2 separate regions of the Sus scrofa genome follow, and region 1 is linked to region 2. The links are chromatin contacts, called in public Hi-C maps. All regions are on one chromosome and are shown on one strand. The core of a region is the stretch at or near the end of the contact, and the rest is flanking DNA. Distances in the headings are between cores, read along the strand shown.

Region 1 (6,713 bases), core at 2,612-5,111, about 24 Mb after region 2:
CCTCACCCCAGAATCAGGTTGACAGACTCAGACTGGCACTGGGCCAACTGGGGCAGGGGCAGGAACTGAGCAGGAGGGACTTGGGCTCTGGGTCTCTTTGGCTTGAAGACCCCCCTTCCCTGCCCCTGCAGACTCCCCCAGCCCCAGCTCAGAGAGCTTTGGGAGCTGGTCTTGCCCTCAAGCCATCTCTCTGGAACCAGACCCTGATTCCTTGGACCTGGGTCTGGCTCACAAGCCCAGAGTGAGGCTGGGTACCAGGTGAGTTGGCAGCATACCCTGTGGGTAGAGGTGGTGGCTGACTCTGAGTCTGCGTGTGGGGCAGGGAACGGCAGCGACGCGGGGGCTGCTGCCACCACCGCCCAGGCAGACCATGACTCGTGGGTCCTGAGTGGCACCAAAGCCTGGATCACCAACGCCTGGGAGGCCTCGGCCGCCGTGGTCTTCGCCAGCACGGACAGATCCTTGCAGAACAAGGTGGGGACCCCAAAGGTAGAGTCAGGGAGACGGTCAGGGTTTCTAGATGCAAATCTCCTTGGCCCAATGGAGCTGTTTCCTCCCAGGGACACTTGCCCTAGTCGCTTTCCTCCCCGGGCTGCGCCCTCCCCAGAGGAGCCAGCAGAGGGCGCTCCGGCTTCGGTTCTGAGGGAGGAGGAGGTTCGGGGAGGAGGAGGAGTTCGCGTCTGTGGAGGTTTGTGTGAGGGGCGTGGCTTTGGACGGCAAAGCGACAGTCGCTAGATGGTTCCTCCAGGGCATCAGCGCCTTCCTGGTTCCCATGCCGACGCCTGGGCTCACGCTAGGGAAGAAAGAGGACAAGCTGGGCATCCGGGCCTCATCCACCGCCAACCTCATCTTTGAGGACTGTCGCATCCCCAAGGAGAACCTGCTGGGGGAGCCTGGCATGGGCTTCAAGATCGCCATGGTGAGCCCAGCGGCAGGGATAGGGGCCCTGGGGCGAGACCCTAGCCCCCAGCCGGCTCACCACTGATCGGCGGTCTTTACAGCAAACCCTGGACATGGGCCGCATCGGCATTGCCTCTCAGGCCCTGGGCATTGCCCAGGCCGCCCTGGACTGTGCTGTGAACTATGCTGAAAACCGCAGGGCCTTTGGGGTGCCGCTCACCAAGCTCCAGGGCATCCAGGTAAGGAGGTGCAGCCTTGCCTGGATGCTGGAGGGAGGGAAATTGTGCCTTTCCTTGCTTCTTACTGGACAGCTTTCACCTGCTCACATGTCCTCCATCCTCCTCCCTCCTGCCTTTGCAGGGAGAGGGGAGGGAGGGCAACTACTGACTGATGGGGTGGGGCTGCATTGTTGTAGTTCAAGTTGGCGGACATGGCCTTGGCCCTGGAGAGTGCCCGGCTGCTGACCTGGCGCGCTGCTATGCTGAAGGATAATAAGAAGCCATTCATCAAGGTGCCTGTGGGGCAGGGGGCTCCCCAGGCACGGCCCAGAGCTTTAATGTCAGAGGGACTGAGGGAGACGTCTGGGTGGGGTCCCGGTTCCTTGGGCCCATGGGGTGGCTCTCCCCAACCCCGGGCCCACCCTGTTGTGGTCCGTGTGCTGGGGGCTCCCCTCCAAGGTAAAGTTTCTGACACCACCATTCCCTATGGTTAGGAGGCGGCAATGGCCAAGCTGGCTGCATCGGAGGCTGCAACTGCCATCACCCACCAGGTGGGTGTCCCAGTATGTGGGCCAGGTGCCTGGGCAAGTCCCCAAAGGTTTGAGTAGTGGCGGGTGTGCCAGCTGCCCTTCCCCCGCCCGAGCCTTCTGTGTGGCAGGCCCTGCCTTGTCTTTCCTCAGGAATGGCGAGTCTTCTCCCTCCTGAGACCCTGCTTTCCACTTTAGGCCATGCAGATCTTGGGTGGCATGGGCTATGTGACAGAGATGCCTGCTGAGCGGCACTACCGTGACGCCCGCATCACTGAGATTTACGAAGGCACCAGTGAGATCCAGAGGCTGGTGATCGCCGGGCACCTGCTCAAGAGCTACAGGAGCTGAGCCCTCTGTAGGGCCAACCAGTGCCCTCCGGAGGCAGGGCTGGCCTGAGGGTCACGGGAGAGGCGGCGGAGCCATGTGCCTTTACCCTGACTCCAAGTCAGGGGGCCACGCCTCCTCTTGCCAGGACTCCCCCAGAACCCAGCCCTTCTGGGTGGACCTGCCACTCTCACCCTCATCCACCCGGGAATAGACTGCCAGGGAGCACATCTCAGAGGAAGGAAAGGTGGGCCTGTGACCTGGCCTGAGGACCCCCATCTTCAGCTCAGTTTCTTGGCTTTGCTCCCTCTCACCATCACCTGTGCCTTATTTTCTTCATCTGGAGGCAGGGCCGTGGAAAGAGCGAAATTATCACTCAGGGACTCCCCAGCTCTGTTCTTTGTGTCCTGGTGCTCAGCATGAGACCCAGGTGTGACTGCTTTTGGCAGTGTCTGCTTTTTCCCCTGAGGTCAGAGTTCGGGAGGAGTAGTTTGGGGGCCAGAATGACCAGGCTTCAAAGCAGCAGAAATTGTGTTCTCAGGCCTCTGGCAGTCTTGGGGTTGGATCATTGTGGAAGCTGCCCTGCCCTGCGCCCCTTTAACCTTTTTTTGTCAGGTGTAAATAAGTGATTGGGGCCAGTCACATGTGGGAACTAAGTAATAAAGCATACCTGTCCCTAATTGTCACATCCTTGCTTGGGTGCCATTGGGGCAGGGAAAGATGGGCCTTTAATTTGCTGTCCTACAAGCTCCACCCTGGGTGAGTGTGTGTGTGAGTGTGTGTGTATGAGAGTCGTGTGTGGCCACAACCACAACATATGGAATGTTCTGAGGTCAGGGATTGAATCCAAGCCGCAGATGCAGCAATGCTGGATTCTTCAACCCGCTGAGCCGGCCTGGGGATCAAACTCTCCCCCCCCCCCCGCCCCCGCCCGCCACACACACCACTTCCCTGCAGCAATGTGAGCCACTGCAGTTAGGTTCTTAACCCACTGCACCAGAGCAGGAACTCTGTCTGTGAGGTGGGTTTTTTGTTTGTTTTGTTTTTTTAAGGGGAAGAACAAAGAGGCTGGGATTAATCCTTATCTTGTGACATTTCTTTATCCGGAGACAGGATGTCTCTGCATTACAATTCTCCATTCAGGTGGTTCATGGCTTGGGGGTCAGTGACACATTTTGCCCCAAAGAAACAACTTGAGTTTGTACATTAATGGCATCTATGATAGCAATTTTAGCACATTAACGATGTTATTGACAATAGCGATTTCAGTCATCTGACTGGTTTATTAGTGTTCATTTAGCACAGGATTGAGGTCAGAGGAGACAAGAAAGGAATAAAGTTTTGGAGAGGGAGGTTCATCATAAACGCAGGCATCAAGGGAACTGGATTTTAGGTGGACTTGGTCTCAGTCCTGGTGCATTGGGGTTGGCTTGGGGCCCAGGTGCCTTTCCCCACTTTTAACCACTGTGGCCCAGTGTAGGGAGCAGAGCTGCTGGAAGAGAAAACGAAACAGAGGGGAAAGAGCAAAGAGTTTCAAAAGAGGTGGGGGCCGCCCTCCGCAGGGCAGGAAGAGCTGGGAAGCTGATTGGTCTGACGTCTCGGAAGGGAAAAGAGACCGGGAACACGACCCACTTGGAGCCACCATCTCCAACCACGCGGGCTCTCGCCGGGAAAGGATTTCCCAGGAGTCTCCGAGGGCCGCCCGCTGTTGTGGGGCTGGGCGGGGCACCTGGCCGGGGTGTGCGGGGTCTCCGAGGCTGGAGGATCTGGCCCCTCCCAGCAGAAAGCTGAGGACCCGGTTCCCTCACAGCGCGCGCGGCTGGGCGGTGAGGGGCAGCAAGGATCCCGCTAACCAGACGCAGGGAACGGTGGAGGCTGGAGAAACCCTTTCCTGCCGCCCTGGTGACCTGCGCGTCCAGGTAAGCACCAAGCTCGCACTTCTGTGAGGCCCTGGGCTCGGCTGCGAGCCGGAGGTGCGGGGAGCAGCCAAGGTTGAACCATCCCGCCTGGGAGGCTGGTGAAGGAGGGTCTCTCCCTGAGTCACTGACCCCACGAACAGGAAGAGGGGCTCCACGGCCCCAGGACGTCTCCAGCGAGGGGGTCCTGGCTCCTGGCCCAGGTGAGGGTGAGGGGATGGGCGCGTGATTGAAGTGGTCTTTGGGCTTTTCTTACAGGCAGTTGGGGAGGGGCTTGAGGCTCAGAGGGGAACAGAGGGAGCCCAGCCTGAACCCAGCTCTCCTGCTCAGGACTCTGGCCCCTCCTGGCTGGTGTTAGGCCTACCTGCTGAAAAGCATCCAGGCCTCAAAGGGCCAGGCAGCTGGGTGGAGCTCCTCCAGGGCAAAGTGCTGGGGTGGCCAAGTCAGTCCAAGCCAAAGAATAGGTCAGTTTTCCAAGTGGTGGTCACAGCTGGGCATCTACTTCTCAGGTGGGGCTGGGAAGAGCCTTGGCCTCAGGACCCCAGAGGGCCACACTCCTGGGGTGGGCCTGGGACTCAGCCAGAATTCATACCGGGACTCGAACCCATCCGCACCTCAGATTTGGACTTGAACCCATGATCCCTAACTTAGGAGGGGGCTCGAACCAAATGTTTTTTTTTTTTAATTTTTTTAGGGCCACACCTGTGGCATATGGAAGTTCCCAGGCTAGGGGTTGAATCAGAGCTGTAGCTGCCAGCCTACACCATAACCACAGCAACACAGGATCCAAGCCATGTCTGCAACCTACACCACAGCCCATGGCAATGCCAGATCTTTAACCCACTGAGCAAGGCCAGGGATCGAACCTGTGTCCACATGGATGTTAGATTTGTTGAACCAACTGTCGTTTAATTGAAATCATTCACCTGGTGTCAGGACTTACTGAAGCTCAGGTTCTTTTGATTCTTCACAGAAGGAATTCAGCGTGAGGCAAAGCAGCAGGCAAAGAGTGAGTTTATTAGTATAGGATGCTTGTGAGAAATACAAGCAGGCTGGCCAGGGGATGCAGCTGTCTCAAGAACAAAGAGAGCTACATTTTAATAAAGAAAAAGTGGGGAGGGGAGAAGACCACCTTTTTCCTCATTTTTAGGTAGAAATAAGGCTCACATCGTTACTTCCTCTTTTGACTCTGATTTAATCAGGACTGTCATGGTGCTCTTTAAATCATATGTATATTGGCAAATGGTGGTAACATATACTAAAATATGGTATATGGTATATTCATCTCAGCTTTCCCTTTTCCAGTGGGCCCTTTTACTTAGTTTTTTTTCCCCTTTCAACAATATTTCTGATCTGGCCGCATGCAAAAATGTTATTCTTCATGTTATTCTTACATAACTCCCTTCATGTAACAAGAGTCAGACCCCATGTTTATTGTGTTGTGTTCTAACGGGGTCTGTGGCTTGAGTATGTCTGGTGCTTAGATGCACCTGGTCTTCCTTCAAGATAGTGCGGGTAGTTGCTAAGTTATTGGACTCTTTTTGAGTGGTCATGAGCTTAACAACGGTCTCCCAGACTCCCTCAAAATTCCCTTTTGGGAGTTCCCATCATGGCGCAGTGGAAACAAATCCGACTAAGAATCATGAGGTTGCAGGTTTGATCCCTGGCCTTGCTCAGTGGGTTAAGGATCTGGCGTGGCTGTGGCGTAGGCCAGCAACTACAGCTTAGATTAGACCCCTAGCCTGAGAACCTCCATATGCTGCAGGTGTGGCCCTAGAAAAGACAAAAAGACAAAAAAAAAAAAAAAAAAAAATCAGCAGCAATGGATGAGGAGTTTGCTTCAGGGGCAACGAAATGTTCAGTAACCAGATAGTGGTAAGGGTTGCACAACTCTGTACATGTACTAAATGCCACTGAATTGCACATTTTGTTTTAGAAAAATGGTTAAACTGTAAATTTTATGTGTATTTTACCACAATTAAAAAAAAAATCCATAGTAAGAAAACACTGAGGAAACCACATGTTAAAATAATACTCTTTGAAATCACTAAGTCAAAGGAGAAGGCATAATGGAACACAGAAAATTGAGTGATAATAAAAATACAAAGTATTGAAATTTATGAAATGAAGCTAAAACCATGCTTAGAGAAGAGTGCATAGCTTTAAACTCATTTCTTACAAAGACTGGAAAAAAAAAAGCAATCAACCAGGAAGTTGAGGTTGGGGGGAGGCAAATTAAATCCCCCCTAAAAGTAGAAAGAAATTATCAAATTAATTTAAAAACCACAATGCTGGGAGTTCCCGTCGTAGCTCAGTGGGTTGAGGACCTGACATTGTCTCTGTGAGGATGCTGGTTCGATCCCTGGCCTCACTTGGTGGGTAAAGGATCCAGTATTGCTGTGGCTGTGGTGTAGACCAACAGCTGCAATTCCAATTCGACCCCTAGCCTGGGAACTTCCACATGCCACAAGAGTGGCTGTAAAAACAAACAACAAACAAACCAAAAAGTCCACAAGGCTAAACGTTAGTAAAGCTAAAAACGGATGCTTTAGGAAGATGAAAATAATTGATAAACCTCAGCTTAATTAAAAAAAAAGATAAAGCACTAATAAAGTCAGGAGGAGTTCCCGTCGTGGCTCAGCAGTTAACTAATCTGACTAGGATCCATGAGGACGCAGGTTCGATCCCTGGCCTTGCTCAGTGGGTTAAGGATCTGGCGTTGCCATGAGCTGTGATATAGGTCATAGATGTGGCTAAGATCTGGCATTGCTCTGGCTGTGGCATTGCTCTGGCAGTGGTGTAGGCCGGCAGCTGCAGCTCCAATT
Region 2 (7,087 bases), core at 3,596-6,095:
ATAAATAGTATTCCAGTGTATGGATAAACATTTTTGTTTATTCAGTCATCAGTTAGTGGACACTGGGATTATTTCTGGTTTTTGGCTATTACAAGTAAAGCTGCTATAAACATTCACATACAAGTTATTTTTGTGGACACGGTTTTCCTTTCTTGTGGGTAGGTCCCACAAGTGGGCCTGCTTGGTAAATATGTGCTTAAATCTTGCGAGACCGCCAAACTGTTTTCTGTAATGACCATACTATTTTATGTTCCCACTGGTGATAGAGGATTGTTCCAATTTTTCCACATTTTCACCAACACTTGCTATTTTCTGTCTTTTTAATTACAGCCATGTATAGTGGTATCTTACTGTGGTTTTAATTTGTACTTCCCTAATGATTACTAGTGTTAAACATATTTTGATATGCTTAGTAGCCATTAGTCATTGGCTTTTTAGTACAGACTTATTTAAGACCTGGGATTCTATATATAGGAAGATAATTTTTGCATATATATATATATACACACACATACATATGTAACTAGCACCCCAAAGTACAGCATGCCAGGCATATTACAGCTTAACACAAATTATTACTTTTATTATTTTCTGAACAAAAGACCCTCAGAATTGAACTCCATTTGTTTTTCCTATCTCGTTGGTCTACTTCCTTGTGTTATAAAAACCCACATGACACTTTGTTTTAAACAAATAATACTTTAAAAATTTACATAATTTCTCTTGCCTGTGTTCTTTTCCTCCTCCTGAGGATTTAGGATCATTTTCCTTAAGGAGGACTGCAGGCAATAAATTCTCAGCTTATTTTGTCTGAAAACGTCTTTATTTTGCCTTAATTCTTGAAAGCTTTTTCCCTGGATATAGAACTTGAAGTGAGTAGTCTTCTTTTTCCTTTAGTAATTTAAAGATGTCATTTTATGGTCTTCTGGATTTCATAGTTCTGTTGAAAAGTCAGCATTCAGAATTATTGTTGCTTTTTAAAATCTACTGTCTTTTTCCTCTGGTTCCTAAGACATTTCTGTCTTAAATTTTCACATTTTTTATTACTAGGATGTGTTCCAGATGATCTTTCCTGTATTAGGCAGAACAAACCCCTCTAATAGGTAGAAGGATAAAGGGTTGATTATCTTAGTCCATGAGGGACTGAGCTGGTACATATCCAGGATGTGTTGTAAAGTCTTAATAAGGCCCAGTTCACATCTGGCTCACTTCTGTTCCTCAGACATTGTCATGTGGGCTTTTGACTGAAGTCTTGGTGGTCTCTGTCTCCTTAACCCTGAAAGACTGTGGAAGATTCATTTGTGTTTCTTCCGGTGGACATCTAATTCATAATGATTCACAAAAATAAGTGATTTTTTGGAGTTCCCATTGTGGCTCAGCAGTAATGAACCCAACTAGTGTCCATGAGGACGTGGGTTCAATCCCTGGCCCCACTCAGTGGGTTTAGGGTCTGGCGTTGCTGTGGCTGTGGTGTAGGCCAGCAGCTGCAACTCCCCAGTTCGACCCCTTACTTGGGAACTTCCATATGTCTCAGGTGCGGCCCTAAAAAGACAAAAAATAATAACAGTACATAACAGTAGTATCATTTTTCATTGAAAATGCTAGCAATAGAACAAGAGGTTTTTGTTTTTTCTTAACATGCATTTTCATTTCTTCAAAAATTCACTGTTGAGCTACACCACTAAGTTGACTCTCTGAAGAGAGTACAGTTAAGCCTCAGAACCAGTGGTCTCCTCACAAGTGGATGTGCCCATGTGACAACACTTTAGATGCTTACCCTTCTCTCACTACCTTTAAAACAACTTGAAAATATTAAACTCCAATATAAGATTCATCTTTCAGAAACTAAGATGTGTGCAGAGTAATTAATGGTGTTCAGTTTTTTACATTAACTATGCAACGTAAGAGAATAATTATTTTATATACAACTTACCTTATGAAAAGCATACTTGATTTTTGCTAACTATATGAGTTAATCAATAAATAGTAATACTGATTGAGAACTTATTTACTGCTTTGTATACGTGAGGGGCGGTTACAAAACTATATTTTCTTTCCTTTGAGATTTTCCCAGTCTGACTTGATTAGATTATGAAAAACACAAATTTTTTAGGATAAATGACTGAACAAATGGTAGCAGAACCCAGATCATTTCTAAACAATTCTGCCAGGTTGACATTGCTGTAGATAAATTCCAGCTTACCAACAGAAAAGCTTTTTATACTTATAGGATAGGCAACCTATTTTGGAAACAGCTTTGATCTTAGCTCACATTTATTCCTAAATATTTATGTTGTTATGTTTTGTGAGATGCTGAACTCAGGCAAAGTTTGGCAAATAAAGTGATATACTTGTATCATCTAGGGGGAAAACCCCTGGTGAGATCATTTTACTAGAAAACTAATGACTGAGCAATAATATATAATGTAAGTTTTATTCTATGTAGTTTATTAAATTTGAGTTTATTACATCAAATACTGTTCTGAAATAATTAGGCTCACACTTACTGGTGCTTATAACCAAAGGAATTCCTAGAAACAAGTTATTTATCATTTAAATTTTAATTATAATCTTTTGACCACCTAACAACTGCAAAAATTAAGATATTTCTTCACATCATGATCACATATTCACAGTTACAGAATCATACAACTTAGAGATTATCCACAAACATCATTTTAAATCAATAGAAAGCCTAGAGATGTTATGTGTATTATTCAAAATCTCAGCCCTTGTATTTTAATTCACACATTTTTTTTAATGAAAAGCACAAATTCTTTTCTCTGTATCGTCTTTTAAGAAGATGCTGTATTCTAAAAAAAGTAAATTTGGAAAATTTATTTTAGAACATATGAAATTTCATTTATGACTTCATTGTACATGTCAATGTTACTTTTAGGGAAGTACGGAAGGAAAATGAAGTCTTGGAATGGAGGATAAAAGTAGATTATAGAAATGTCTTCCTGTTCTCTGCTGTGATGAGATAAAGAATGGAAATTGGTATCAGAGGGGTTGGCTCCTTCTGTAGGTTGTTAAGAGAAGGATCTATTCCAGGCCTTTCTCCCTAGCTGGTAGATGGCCATCTTCTCCCCTTGTCTTTTCATATCATGTCTGTCTCTGTGGCCAAACCCACAGTTTTTACGAGGAAATCAATCATATTGGATTAGGGGCTCACCCAGGTATGATCTCACCTTATCTAATTACATGTGCATTGACCCTATTCTCATATAAAATCAGTTACAATTGTGCTATAAAAGCACAGAGAAATCCAAGTTGAAAAAATAAACCATACCATATTATTCAAATAGCAATAGAGATCACTAACGCATTATTTTCCAATTTACTTTTAAATTCAGTGGTATTAGGTACACGCACCACGTCGTGCAACTAACATCCATTTCCGTTTTCAAAAACCTAGTTTTTATCAGTAAATCTAGATAAACAGCTGCTGGAACTGAGGTTCTGCTGAGCATGAGGACTGTATACAAACCAAATAGGAGCACACAGTTTAACAAATGCCAGTGAATTTACGGAGGAAAGAGAGAATATTTAAAATCTGTTGAAACCAACTGTTTCTTAACAAACGGGCCAACAGAAAAAATAACCCTCAAAACTAAATGCAACACAGAGATAGCATGTCAGTCACCATGGTCCTACCCCGGGAAAGGCGGCTTGTGAGCTTTGAAGCGAAAAGTTAAGGTCGCTGGGCCGCGCTCTCACCAGACGCAGAAAGGAAGGTTCTTAACCTGGGCGGGGAGGAGTCTGTGAAGCGCCGCGGCCGCAGTTTGGCGCGTAAATGCTTCAGAGGGCGGGCAGCTTTCAAGGCCTTCCCGGGTGTCTCCGAGGGATCTCCGACACGGAAAAGGTTTTAAAAACGACCGCGTGGCAGAGACAAAACAGTGACCATCGCGGGGACAGCGAAACGGCCTAAGGCGGCGAGGAATGGAGGATGTCGCAGGGATCGGAGTCGGGGCAGCAACCGGGTGGGGATGGGAGGGATAGCCCAGCCCGAGGGTCACCGCCCAGGATCCGGCCCGGATGGAGGGGTGGAGCCAGGGGGATGCTTCCCACCCCTCCCGGCCCCGCCCTGCTCACCCCCGGCTAGACGCCGAGACAAAGTGGGGAATGAGGGGCCAAGTGTGGACTCCACGGGCGATTGGCCCCCGTGGGGGCGGGAACGGCTCCCCCACCCCTCCCAGGGTCTCGCCACCTGTCTTCCTCCGGTCCTACCCCAGCCTCAGCGACCGCCGGCGGGGCTGGTCGTCCGCCGCAGCGCAGGCTCCTCGGCCTCCCCATGTTATTCTCTGGACGGGGCAGGGACCACCACTCCGGGAGCCGGGACTGCGGCCGCTCTGGGGCGGGGGACCGACGGGACGCACCTCCCCGGCTACCTCAGCGTCAGCCAACCGAGCGGTGCCGGCTGGGTAGAGTAGACCCCGCGCTTTGAGACTCAGTATTTTTAAATCTGGCGGGGCTTCCCCGGCGGGCCAACCACGCCCCCCGCCTCCTGCCACAGCCAGTCAGCGCCAGGCCCGCCATTTTTCAAACCCTTTTCCGGCCGCCAATCAGGATCGGGCAGCACATTCCTCCCCCGACCGGTTCTAACGGGTCTGGGAGTTAACGACCCGGGCGACCCACCGAACCTGCTAGGCTGCGGCCGTGGGGACGGGCCTGGCGACACGTCGACCAATCGGAGGCCGCCGGGGCTAGGGGGCGGGGCCTCCTGGAGTTTGAATAATCCCCAGAGCCAATCGGAGCGTCGGGGGCGTGGCCTGCGGACCGGCTCGTCAAGTTGCCGTGGCGCGGAGCAGTCTGCAAAACAAGAGGCGGAGGATTGCGTTAGCGACAAACCAGTTCACGCCGGAGCCGCAGGTAGGCAGCGTCGCGGTCGGACCCGGCCGCTGCGCGGGAGCCTGAGGAGAAGCTACCACCAGGCAAGAGACCCCTCCGGGCCCCGGTGAGTGGCCGGCCGTCCCCCTTCCCTCCCGGACGGCCCGGACGCCGCAGCTGTCGGGGCTGGCCCCGCGGGCGGGATCTGGGTGCGGTCCGGAGGGCCGCGCTGTGGAGGCGGGAAGCCCGGCCGCCCGTTCGGGCGTGTTTTGAACGCGGGGTCCGAGGCGGCAGGTGGGAATGGGGCTCGCGGCGTGGAAGCCAGAGCTTTCCTGTCAGGGCGGAGGGGCCTCGCGGGGCGTCGCGGCCCGGGCCGAGGGGCGGGGGGCCTTTGGGCGGGAAGCTGCCCCGCCCGGCCTCCCGCCAGCGCCCGGCCGCGCTCTCCCGCCAGGTGGACGCGTCGTCGCCGGCGCCGCAGCACCATGGGGAAGGGCGACCCCAACAAGCCGCGGGGCAAGATGTCCTCGTACGCCTTCTTCGTGCAGACCTGCCGGGAGGAGCACAAGAAGAAACACCCCGATTCCTCGGTCAACTTCGCCGAGTTCTCCAAGAAGTGCTCCGAGCGATGGAAGGTGGGCGCGGGCCCCCACCCGGCTCCCGGGCTCCGTGCACGGGCAGGTGGCGGTGACTCGCTTCGGTGTTTATAGTCGTGTGTTTTTCCTGCCCTTTTCATGCCCACAGACTATGTCTGCCAAGGAAAAGTCCAAGTTTGAAGATATGGCAAAAAGTGACAAAGCTCGCTATGACCGGGAGATGAAAAATTACGTCCCTCCCAAGGGTGACAAGAAGGGCAAGAAAAAAGATCCCAATGCTCCCAAAAGGCCTCCGTGAGTTTATTTTAAAACCGACAGAATTACTCCCTTGCTCTTTCATTCAGTGTATTAAACCTCTGTTCCTTCCTTTTAGATCTGCCTTCTTCCTGTTTTGCTCTGAACATCGCCCAAAGATCAAAAGTGAACACCCTGGCTTATCCATTGGGGATACTGCAAAGAAATTGGGTGAAATGTGGTCTGAGCAGTCAGCCAAAGATAAACAACCGTATGAACAGAAAGCAGCTAAGCTAAAGGAAAAATATGAAAAGGTATGTTGTCTTAATTTTTTCCAGGCAAGTTTGAAATAAAGTAGGTATTTTCTAAATGAGTATGATAGAAATAGGTAGAAACTGTACACACATAGTTTGGTTATCAGCTTTGTTTTGAAAAGGTCTAATGAGAATTGTATGCTTAAGCAGCATAAACTAACTGAAACCTTTCTTTTTGGACTGAAACCAATGTTTGTAGCACTGGTAGATTGCTGCATTCAAGACTCCACTTGTAGTATAGGTATGTAGTTAAGAGTGTGGAGGACCAAACAAAAGTATTGTTTTATGTGGATGTATCTAAAAAGAGAAGTTAGGGAAGGAGCTGGCTGTGTGAGGTAAACAGGTAAGGGTAGTGAAAGTACTGATATCAGTGTAATACACCCCCATTATTTTACATCATTAGCTTTCTAAGGCCCAGAGGGAATGCTCTCAAAATCAAATTTTAGACAGTCATCAGGGTTATTGGTCAATGATCTTAGATTGTTTACAACTTAGTGGTTTTCACGGTTGAGTAATGATACCGGATGCTGATTTTATTGCATTTTTTTTTTTTTGACAATATTTCAGGATATTGCTGCATACCGTGCCAAGGGTAAGGGTGAAGCAGGAAAGAAGGGCCCTGGCAGGCCAACAGGCTCTAAGAAGAAGAGTGAACCAGAAGATGAGGAGGAAGAGGAAGAGGAGGAAGAAGATGAAGACGAGGAGGAAGAAGATGAAGATGAGGAATAAATGGCTATCCTGTAATGTTGTGTGTGGAGTGTGTGTGTGTGCTCAGGCAATTATTTTGCTAAGAATGTGAATTCAAGTGCAGCTCAATATTAGCTTCAGTATAAAAACTGTACAGATTTTTGTATAGCTAATAAGATTCTTTGTAGAGAAAATACTTTTTTTAAAAGTGCAGGTTGCAGCTTTTTGAGGGGCTACTACATACAGTTAGATTTTAAAGCTTCTGATGTTGAATGTTTCTAAATATTTAATGGTTTCTTTAATTTCTTGTGTATGGTAACAGCAAACTCGTAGAAATAAGTATCAATAGCAAATTTTGGGTTTTCTAGAATGTTGCATTTTGTTTTTTAAAAAAAATTTTGTAATAAAATTATGTATATTATTTCTATT

The links. Hi-C and Micro-C count contacts between places; a contact is called where the count stands out from the background.
Region 1: a Hi-C map of subcutaneous adipose tissue shows a contact between it and region 2, with 10 times the contacts expected there. The contact joins the enhancer-like site here to the promoter of HMGB2 in region 2. A contact is called at or near these places in 4 of 47 Hi-C or Micro-C datasets (mesenteric adipose tissue, omental adipose tissue, retroperitoneal adipose tissue and 1 more).

The regions. Positions count from the first base shown.
Region 1 is chr14:40,654,265-40,660,977 of Sscrofa11.1, forward strand. ACADS (acyl-CoA dehydrogenase, C-2 to C-3 short chain) reads left to right here. Exons shown (of 10, transcript NM_213898.1): 5 at 323-474; 6 at 749-919; 7 at 1,002-1,139; 8 at 1,316-1,411; 9 at 1,613-1,669; 10 at 1,844-2,650. The coding sequence ends at 1,996. Among named protein-coding and RNA genes, the nearest start is that of ACADS, 15 kb to the left of the region's middle. Within about 2 kb of position 3,862, at least 17 of the 83 cell types and tissues checked have an H3K27ac peak or open chromatin away from gene starts, as enhancers often do. A contact at or near this core is called in omental adipose tissue, retroperitoneal adipose tissue and subcutaneous adipose tissue, where this site is marked.
Region 2 is chr14:16,705,206-16,712,292 of Sscrofa11.1, forward strand. It overlaps HMGB2 (high mobility group box 2), which reads left to right and starts at 4,846. Exons shown (of 5, transcript NM_214063.1): 1 at 4,846-4,957; 2 at 5,282-5,462; 3 at 5,572-5,717; 4 at 5,797-5,971; 5 at 6,539-7,078. The coding sequence starts at 5,313. The coding sequence ends at 6,700. LOC106507243 (a long non-coding RNA gene) reads right to left here and starts at 4,224. Exons shown (of 4, transcript XR_001303102.2): 1 at 3,658-4,224.